Regions from separate parts of the Mus musculus genome. Here region 1 is linked to region 2. A link is a contact called in public Hi-C data. All regions are on one chromosome and are shown on one strand. Each heading gives the region's core, a stretch centred on a gene start, on an enhancer-like site or on the middle of the called end of the contact. The rest is flanking DNA. Distances are from core to core; before and after follow the strand shown. Region 1 overlaps Thbs2 (thrombospondin 2). Region 2 has its middle 25 kb from the start of Gm34916.

Region 1 (5,242 bases), core at 2,371-4,870, 130 kb after region 2:
AGAGTGACATCCAGACAACCCAAAAGGGATCTATAGCCCCACTCTCTGCTCAGGGTCTGAACAAGACTTGCTTTCCCTTTAGGAACAACAACTCCTGTCATGCAGCAGAGACTTCAGAGCCCATTCCTTCTCACAGGCAAAGCTGCTGCACCCTTGGTGTATATGGCTGCAATAAGCCAGTGACTACAAAGTGCAGTGCTGCCTTTAACAGCCAAGGCAGTGTAAAGAGTAAAGGATGTTTCTTGAATGTTTGTGTGTGTGTGTGTCCTTAGAGCCAGGTACTCCCTGAGTGTGGCTCCCAAAGCTTTCATTTTCCCTGAAGATCCCGAGTCTCATCTCCCTGGCTCAGAATGGGTAGTGATCCCTCAGAATTTCCTGATGGAACCCATGACAGATGGGACCTCTTTGCAGGGACATTACACCCCCCCACACACACACCCAGACCCTCAGGGATCTGCAGACACTGGATAGCCATCAGGAGTAAGACTAAGTGGAAGAGTATTTGCTTATTATCTACAAAAAAAGGTGGATTCCATCCAGATGAGTGTGGGGTAGTTTGCATATCAGCCAATAAGTATTTAAGACATGGCTTATTTTTCAGGTTTTTAAAAGTAAGTAATGTATAGAAAGGATGCAAAATAGACAAGAAAGGACATTTAAAACTAAGGAATCCAGAGAAGAATATAAAAGTGCTCATTACAGCATAGTTACTTATTGATATTCTCCAATAGGAAGGTAGACAGAGAAAGCACATTGTCCATCCAATGGAAAAGTTATCTATGCAATGGGTAACAGGCTATCCATCCATTTGATGAAAAAAAATCTATCTGGCCATCCAATGGAAAGGCAGACTGGTTGTTTAATGGAAAAGATTAGCCGACCCACTGGGATGAAGCCTACCACTGACAATGTGCAACTGCCCTTACCTCATGTAGCCTGTCTTAGGCCTGTGAATCAGGTGCCACCTGTAGGCAGTGTAGTCTTTCCAGCCAATGTTTTTGGGGTCATGCCATAGAGTCCGGACCTGTGGAATAGGAGCATTGTTGAAAGGTGAGCTATGTGCCTCCCTTCCATTCTTCTCGCCCTGGACTGTGCAAAGTAATACTCCACTTGCTGTACTACCTCCCTAGTACATACATTTTATTTTGTATGTTCTACTTTCAAATGCTGTATCATCTACCCTACTATCCACTCTACTATGGGAGACTACAGTGTGCACCTAAGTCCAGTGTTGGGTGTGTTAACACTAAGAGCATGAACACTTGACCCAGATAGTCATGGATCTGAATTCATACCTTCTGCTTCTTGGGTGTGGAGCTATGAACAAAACTGACACTGTAAGTCCTGTCTCTGCAAAAGACTGGACATGTGTTCAGTCTTTCCAACCAGAAGCACTGGGCATTTCGTGCTCAATAAAGTAGGTATTCCACACCAACTATTAAAATGATTGCTATTTGATTAAAATTAAGGGCAGAAGGGTATCTCTTTGGAACAGGTTAGGAGTGCAGGGTCTGTCTGGAAATGGCCATCAACTGCCCCGTCCCTCACCTGGCCTTCTGTGTTTCCCGTGTGCCACAGGGCATTCCTCAGGTGCTCGCCAGTACCAGTCGTGGAGTTTACCACTTTGAGTGACACACCAGAGTAGCCGTAAGCCCGACTGGGCTTGTCTTCCCAGTAGGTCTGGGTCACCTGCTTCCACATCACCACATAGAAGCGGCTGCTTGACTGATAGCCAAAGACAAAGCCAGCGTAGTCATCATCCCGGTCAGTGTTGACATAGAAAGTGCCACTGAAGTCCACAGACCCAAACTCGTCGAAACCTGAGTGCAGAGAAAACATGGATGGTCTGGTGGCCCAGAGAAAAGCACATTGGGAACTTCAGAAGTCCATCTCACAGAAACGTGGATCTGAAGAGCTTAGATTAGCTTAGATAACCTCTGCTCTTCGCTGAGAGAGCAGCAAAAGGACTTGTGACCCAGCTGACAGTTTTGTGACAGAAGCTCCAGTGTCTCATGTATTGTTTCAGAGAGTCCATAACATGAGCTGGCTTACTGAACACCAAATTCCATAGGTCAGAGAGTTGCAAACCTGTGCTTTCCCAGAGCCCTTAACCAGATTATGAAGGGAGACTATTCCACATACCAAGGAAGGGTAAGGCTACCAGAAAAATTATCCTAAATCCTGACCACATGGTCTCTCTGAACTACCCACAGGATCTCAGGCTCACCTACAGCGATGCCAGGGTCTGAGTTTGCTGTCTGCACCAGCTCTTTGCCTTGGTGACGAATTACCCAGTTGGGATCAATTTGTGTGGTCCCCTTGGGATCCAGAGGGACCATCTGGAAGTTTCTGAAGTCTGTCTCAGTGATGGCATTGTTCTCAGGGCACACATCATCAATATCTGGGACATTATCATTGTCAAAGTCATCTTTACAAATGTCACCTCGGCCGTCACCTATGGATAAGGAAGAAATGAACCCAAGGGGGACAAGTTAGGTGGTTTGCATTTCCCTTCATGTGTATAAACAGAGACCTCTGAGTCTGTAAGATTTGAGGCTATGCACCTTGTAATTAATTGTGGTTTGAGGGTCAACTGCTTCCAAAACACTGAGCTTGTAAAGCTATAAGGCATCCCAGGGATGCTTTTAAAAAACATCCTCACTGCAAACACTACAGCCAAGGATAGTGCGATAAGCCCAAGCTCTGTTCCCTACATTCAAAGTTGAAAACAGAGAGTTGGCTGCTGCTAATGTCTCTCTAAGCTCACTTCTCACTGTCATTCTCAGTAACTGGAGCCATTTTAATTTATTTGGCACTTAAAGTAGAACCTTTCCAGCACACATGACTTCCCCTAGGGAGATCAGACCCAATGAGGTTGGTCTGCAAAGGGGGCTAGGTCATGCCTTATCTTACAGCTGACCTGTCCTCGGCCACAGTGAGATGCCCCAAGGCAGAGGCGATGGAGTTAACCAGGCACTCTGCTATGACCTCTTATTTCAAAAGGAAGAAAAGAAACCATATTTGGTATCTAGATTGATATCTTGATTTCCCCATTCTTCAAACCAATTTTCAGTTCTGGTATTCAATACTGTAGCCTCCCCACTGTGGGAAACATAATTAGATGTACAGGCATTTTCTTTTATTGAGACAGGACCTCAGCACAGGCTCATCTCAAACTGGCAATATGGAGCCAAGGATGATTTTTTAATGGTCCTCTTGCTTCTCCCTCCCGAGTATAGGCACGCATCGCTATGCCTTGTCTATGTAGTGCTGAGTTTTCACACTAGGCAAGTGCTTTACCAATTAATCTATTCCCCAGCCTCAGCAACAGCATCTTAAAAGTAATAAAAATACCCCTCGCCTCTTCTTCCCAGTCCCCTTCCTAGGTGAGCCAAAGGCCACCTCCCACTGTCTGCACCAGTGTCTGCATCAAGCTGGGGGCTCTCTGCTGAAAGCATTCTTTCCTGTGCTGGGAGAATGCTGCAGCTGCCCTTGGTCCCTGGCCAGTCTTTTCACGTGCTTCTGAGTCACATTGGCTCAACACCCCAGGACTCCTGGCCTCCATTTGTTCAGGATAAGTGTGTTCCAAAGGGAGCTTGGATCATCCTGCCCATTGGGAGGGAGTTAGAGACCAGCCTATCAGCAAGCGCAGCTGTGCACTTTGTTATTCAGGACTGCGGTCTTCCTGGAGTGTGACATCCTCCAGCCCCTGCACAGCTACAGACCACTGATGTGCAAGACCTTCCATGTCGCACCTTCCCTATTTATGAATCCTCTCCCCATCATGTCACTGGCTGCATTCAGTGAACCTTATCTCTTTCAAAGTGTTTGCCAAAGGTTTTCAAAAGTACCCAGAAGCTGAAAGGTTTCCTCTTCCTGGCACTCACAAACAAACCTCACCTCTCTCATTGGTAGAATATTAAACACACATGAAGAAGCTGAAGCTTCCAGCAGGCTAGACAGACAACCAGCCAACCCTGTGCCCAACACCCTTAGATAGCCATCCTGCTTATTTTTGAACTTCCAAACCGGAGTTCTGCCTCTGTGGGACTGCTCGTGCGGTTTGCAAGGCACATGTGAACTGAAGAAGGCACCCACCGTCCGAGTCTTCCTGGTCTGGGTTGAACACAAGCCGACAGTTGTCCCTGTCATCTGGAACACCATCATTGTCATCATCAGAGTCGCAGGCATCGCCCTTGCCGTCGTTGTCATGGTCAGCCTGGTTGGAGTTGGAGATGTATGGGCAGTTGTCTTGGTTGTTCTGGTGGCCGTCATCATCTATGTCCTCATTGTTGTCACACTGGTCTCCAACGAGATCATTGTCCTGATCGATCTGGGGGACAGAGCAGCAAGTGAGCACCATGAATACTCCCTGAGGAAGCACAGGAAGACTCGGGGACTAGACTAGAGACACACCCGCTCTTGGTACAGGCCAGCACTGGGGGATAAGGTACAAAAATGGGGTATGATGGCTCACTTGCTGTCCTCACAGAAGAGAGCTTGGATTGGAGGCTTCTGGGTGCAGGCTTTCCCAGCCAGTGCCCCATCTCATAGGGGACTTCTTATTGCTAACTACCACTCAGGTATCATAGGAACCACTTTCTCTACCATTACTGTATACTCTGCAGACCATAGTCCTAGTCACACTCTTCAGGTCCCTTTCAAAGGCAAGCCTGGAAATGTAGCTAGTTCTGGGTTTGCCTCTGGATAACCATGGAGACTAATTTTCCCCCAGACAGTGTGGGAAAGTCACTTCCTCCCTTGGCCTGGGGCCACCTAGATATAAAGTGCTTAGATTTGGTCTCTGTAAGATGTTTCAACTGAGCTTATAGCAAGCTATGTTGTCATGCTTGGCAGGGCAGAAGAGAACCACACCGGAGCACCTTTATCAAGCTGTTTAAGGATGAGGAACACCCTGCTCTGGATATGGGTCACCCTCAAGGCTCATCTCCAGGCAACAGCTGGGGATCACAGAGCCCTGTTTGGACACATCTCATCACCTGATCTGGGTTGTGCATCAGAGGACAATTGTCACAGTGGTCACCCACGCCATCACCATCCGTATCTCTCTGGTCAGTGTTGTAGACATATGGACAATTGTCTCGCTCATTGAAAACATCTGTTGGTGAAAGAAACAAAGTAGGCACAGGCTGAGTTTAGAGAAGTTGCATCATTTTCCCAGCATACTGGATAACATACAGGCCTTCACTAGAAAAATGGCAAAAATTTAAAGATTATTAGA
Region 2 (4,959 bases), core at 238-2,737:
TTTAATGCAAAGCTACACGATGATACAGTGTGGTGTTGTCACTGTGACAGGAACCATATGGTGTTGTCATGGAGACAAATACACTGTGATGTTCTCCTGATGATTGATGCAGTGTGGTGTTGCCATAGCAATAGGCAAATCAATAGGAAATGGTAGTATTCCAAACACAGAATCACATCTAGGTACAGAAAAGTGATTTTTACCAAAGGTGCATAGTCATTATAGTAAAGAAAAAGTATTTTCAGACAATGATGCTGGAGCAAGTGCATATTCATATGCCAAAAAAATAAAAAACAAGTCTATACCATGCACCATATGCAACGATTAATCCATATGTTATAGACCTGCCTGTGAAATGAGAAACTTTAAGCCTTCTACTAAAAACGTGAATCACAGCTGTGTAGACAGAATGAGGTATGTTACCAGATTCAGCAGGAAACTTATGATTCATGAAAGATGAAAATAATAAATTTGAGTTTAATAAAGCCAGAGACTTTGCATCACAGAAGATGCAGCTGGGAGAGTGCAAAGCTGAATACCGGACAAGGACAATCTGCAAATCCTGCATCACTGGATAGTGAAGTGGGTTTCTGAAGATTTCTACCCTTTACCTTCTTGCCTCTCTATGAGTGTTGTTACAACTCAATTAAAATAAAACTGTGCCTAGGGCTGTAGCTCAGTGCAAGAGCCCTTGGCTTGTGCACTGGAGATCCCTGCCTGCAACCCTCATTATAGTCAGGAAATAAAAGCAGAGAAGAAGCCATTGACAACACTTTATAGAGCTGTGGAGGTGGCTCAGGCGATATAGTGCTTTCTACATGACCCCGAGAACTGGAATTTAAATGCTCATGCCCAGAACTCATGTAAAGCCTGGTATAGTAGCACACATCCATAATTCTCATGCTCTTAGACCAGATTACGGTGGAGACAGGAGAATTCCTGGAAACTTACAAGGGAGCTGGTTGGCTGGAATTAATGGCAAACAAGAAGAGATACTGTCTCAGATAAGGTGGAAGTCAAAGATGGACTCTGATTTTCAAAAGTGTGCTGTGGAATGCACATGCATACAGTCCACAAACACAGAACTATGGTGAATTGCCATTCCATTATCACATGTGAAAGAATCCTGATCCCATAGGTGATACACACATTTTCCCACTGGAGAATGTTGGCACAATGACAGGATAGATTGATTCTCAGGGGCTCAGCCAAATGCTAAGAGCCTGTGTGCTTGCTGGAGCAGTGTGTGCTGTCTGCAAAAAAAAAAAAAAAAAAATTTTAACACCCAGAAATTCGTATACCTAAAGATGGATTGCAGAGGATAATGAGCATATCTAACGAACCGGCAATGACAAAACTCACATTTTAATCCAGAATCAGGAATCAGGAACTGGGACTCTGCAGCAAATTATGCAAGAGTGACCAGAGGGACTGCTAGGCTGGCCACTTGGTGGCGCCAGAGGGCCTCATACGAAACCCCACAGATCCGTTTTAGGTGAGGTCACTAATCACCTCGGAGCCAACCCCTCCACCCAGCGTGGGTGAGGAACTTCTGTATTCGGTATGGTTGTCGCACGAGATGAAGCAGGTTCATAACTCAGCTGTGACTCACTAGGAGAAATGAAGAAACGGGGACACTGGCCGATCCTCACCCTAACCTCAGAGTTCCCTTCTGGGCTTCTGCGTAATGAATTCTGACTGTCCTGGCCATTGTTCCACATTTCCCAGAATTGATTAGAACCTTTACTGGTCCACGACTTGAATGGCTAAGAAGGAAAATATGCAAACAAACATAATCACGCGGGTTTCAATGGGTGGGGACAAGCAGATGGCCCCAGCTCTGCTGGAGAGCTCTAGAAAATTTGGCTCCTACCCAGATACCCATTCAGTTCCTTGTTATGAAGACAGCCTGAGCTCCCTCGTGCCCGGCTCAGCCAGCATTTACTGTGCTTGGCAATGATCAAGGTGTGTGTCATCCTCAGAGTCTGCTTTCTGTGGCTGTACACTTCACTATCATGCAAGATCTTTATTTTCCCAATATCCAACCTTTCCTGACTCTGGAAGATCTACAGTCTTTAAAAGTTCTTGAGTGACAACTGGTCCTGGAGCTAGTAGGTACAAGCTGCCCCTTCTCTATTTCCGTTTTTCAGTATGCTTGTTATTGATATATAGAAAGGTTACTGTATTTGTGTTTGCATTAATTTTTGTCTTGCCACGTTGATGCACGTGTTTATAAGCTTTAAGGCAATTTTCTGTTTCATCTTTAGAATCGTGTGTGTGTGTGTGTGTGTGTGTGTGCGTGTGTGTGTGTGTGTGTGTGTGTGTGTGTGTTTGGTTTTGACATTAGGGAATCATGATCTCCTCCAAAGAGTTTGGCAGCATTCTTTCCCTTTCTATTTTGTTGGTATTTGTCATTCTTCAAAGATCTGCTAGAATTCGCTGATGAATACACTGGGTTCTTTTTAGTTGGGAGACATATTTATTATTATTATTATTATTATTATTATTATTATTATTAATTTCTGCTGCTGCTTCAATCATGTTGGTCTGTTTGGATCATTTATTTCTTTGTACTTTAACTTTCATAGGTCATATGAATCTAGAAAACTGTCTGTTCATTTCAGATTTTCCATGGCATGCCCTATATTTCTCTTTTCATCTCTAATTTTCTTGGTTTGGATCCTATCTTTTTCATTTGGTTAATAGCTAAGGGTTTGCCAGTCCTTTCCTCTCAGGACTTCTTTTATTGACACATAATTTTTGGAATGCTGAGTTTTCACTTTCATTCTATTCTAGGAACCTTTCTGCTTCCTCCTTGATTTCTTCGTGGCCTGGCTGTCATCCACAGTGGTTAGCTTCCATGTATTTGTGTGCTTCCAGTAGTCTCCCTTGCTGTGGCTACCCAGCCTTTTTATTTTGCTGTGATCAGATAGAATGCAGAAAGTGCTTTCAAATTTTATGTCCTAGCACGTAATCCATTTCTCAGAAAGCACCACAGGGATGTCTGTATGTTTTATAATGCCATTTAACTCTTTTTGTTTTGTCCAGATGACTTATTGAGAGTAGGGAGTTGAGGTCACTCACAATTACTTTATTGGGGTTAATCTGTGACTATACACTTAGCATTTGTTCTGACAAGCTGGAAGCTTTTCCACTGGGTGTGTATGTGTCTTAAACTATAAAATCTTGTGATGGATTTCCCATTAGTAAGTATGAAATGAACGTCCTTATCTCCCTCACTAGATTAGATCTGAAGTCTATTTCAACAGATGTTAACACAGAGACCCTGGCTTGTTTCCTAGTCTTGTCTATTGGCGGTAGAGCTCTCTATTCTTTACCCAAGTCTGTGTCTTTGCTAGTGAGGTGTGTTTCTCATGGGCAGCATAAAGATGGATCCTGATTTTTAATCCAAGCTTGTGATTTCTTTTAAGAGGGAAATGGAGACTATTAATATTCAAAGTTGTTATTAAGAGATGTGCATTAATTTCTGTCGTGCTGTTGCTTTGTGGTGGTTTTCTCTAGACTCCTTTAGCAGATTTATCCTGGCGTTAACTTTCTTCTGTGGCCTCTTGGGCATATTCATCCTTTTCAGTGTAAAGTGTCCTTTGTAAAGCTGGCTTAGTTGTTATAAATCCCTTTTGCTTGTTTTTATTATGGAAGGCTTTTCTTTTCAATTACGATAGATAGTGTTGCTGGGTATAAGTCTGATTCTCAGAAACACTCGCCAGTTTTATGGGGCAATGATGTTGTAACTTTAAAAGGATAAAAAGTGCCACTTTCTCCCCATCTCACCCTGGGGCAAGTCTAGGAGTCCAGCTGGACAGCATCGTGTTCTCTAGGAAATGCTTTCTCTTTAGGTAATAGGACACTGTGTCTTCAGACCTGTCCATACTGTGTAATGCTCCAAATATAATAGGTACTCTGTCTTCTCAAATTCTTTTCTCCCTCTCCCTCCCCTCCTCTCTCTCTCCCTCTCCCTCCCCCTCTCCCTCCCCTCCTCTCCCTCCCCCTCTCCTCCCTCTGTGTGTATTTACTGAGAGCATTAACAGTGCCTTCTTGGAGCTTTTTAGCACTCACTACTCCATGGCACACCCTAACTTATTTGTGCCCTGGCCCTGTGACCAGACTCACCCCCACTTATGCTCCACAGCTGTCCTCTCATTTCCCATAGTTCCTTGAAGCTCTTTCTGACGTTCTCCCTAGGCCCTGTAACCACCACTCTACTTGAATCCCAAATCCCATCAAAGCAACTTCTGTAGACACCACATATGAGTCGGATCAGGACTCACCTGCCTGGGCATGGCACTTCACCTAACGCAATGGCTCCTAGCTCCAGTCATGGAATCTCAGATAAGAAGATTAAAACTCCAAAACATGTGTTAGAAACAAAAAAAAAAAGAGGCATAATGGGATGTATGCAGCATGAAGGCAAAAGGAAGGAATACTTGTGGGGAAAAAGTAGACTAGCAAAGGGGACTAGGAGGACAAGGAGAGGGAGGGGTTAAACTGAACACGTATAATGTCACATAAGAAAATGTCATAATGAAACCCAATACTCTTCCTGCCACCACCATAAACCATCAGTTTAAAAAATAATATGTGGCTATATCACCAAACAAAAGCTTCCTTAAAAAATAAATTCAAGCCTTAGGGCATGAAGACAGCATACAAAAAGCCTTTTATCTCTGGACTGGAGTTAGCTCAGCAGTTAAGACGCAGTACGACTACAAAGGACAGGAGCTAAGTTCCCAGCACTCAGGCAGCAGCTGTAACTCCAGGTCCGGGGAATCTGGTGCCTTCAGGCCTTTTCAGGAATTTGTATTCATGTGCACATAGCCACACTTACACACACACACACACACACACACACAATTGCAAAAAAAAAAAAATCTTCTCTCTCTGTTGATATTGACCTATCCGAGAAAAGGAACCAGAGAAGAATCCCACTTAGAATAGATT

What was found. Hi-C and Micro-C count contacts between places; a contact is called where the count stands out from the background.
Region 1: a contact with region 2 is called in a Hi-C map of myocytes, with 4 times the contacts expected there. The contact joins two enhancer-like sites. A contact is called at or near these places in 2 of 15 datasets of contacts at CTCF or cohesin (both in the NIH/3T3 cell line), 14 of 484 Hi-C or Micro-C datasets (the C2C12 cell line, MC3T3-E1-derived osteoblasts, brown adipocytes and 7 more), 6 of 115 datasets of contacts at active chromatin or transcription factors (the NIH/3T3 cell line, embryonic fibroblasts, embryonic stem cells and 3 more) and 2 of 9 other capture datasets (adipose tissue and embryonic stem cells).

What each region holds. Positions count from the first base shown.
Region 1 is chr17:14,669,046-14,674,287 of GRCm38.p6, forward strand. It overlaps Thbs2 (thrombospondin 2), which reads right to left. Exons shown (of 22, transcript NM_011581.3): 16 at 5,001-5,119; 17 at 4,099-4,333; 18 at 2,228-2,455; 19 at 1,549-1,820; 20 at 927-1,024. Among named protein-coding and RNA genes, the nearest start is that of Thbs2, 23 kb to the right of the region's middle. Within about 2 kb of position 3,621, at least 56 of the 459 cell types and tissues checked have an H3K27ac peak or open chromatin away from gene starts, as enhancers often do. A contact at or near this core is called in the C2C12 cell line, fibro-adipogenic progenitors, muscle stem cells and 2 more, where this site is marked.
Region 2 is chr17:14,544,469-14,549,427 of GRCm38.p6, forward strand. No RefSeq gene overlaps it. Among named protein-coding and RNA genes, the nearest start is that of Gm34916, 25 kb to the left of the region's middle. Within about 2 kb of position 1,488, at least 99 of the 459 cell types and tissues checked have an H3K27ac peak or open chromatin away from gene starts, as enhancers often do. A contact at or near this core is called in the C2C12 cell line, fibro-adipogenic progenitors, muscle stem cells and 2 more, where this site is marked.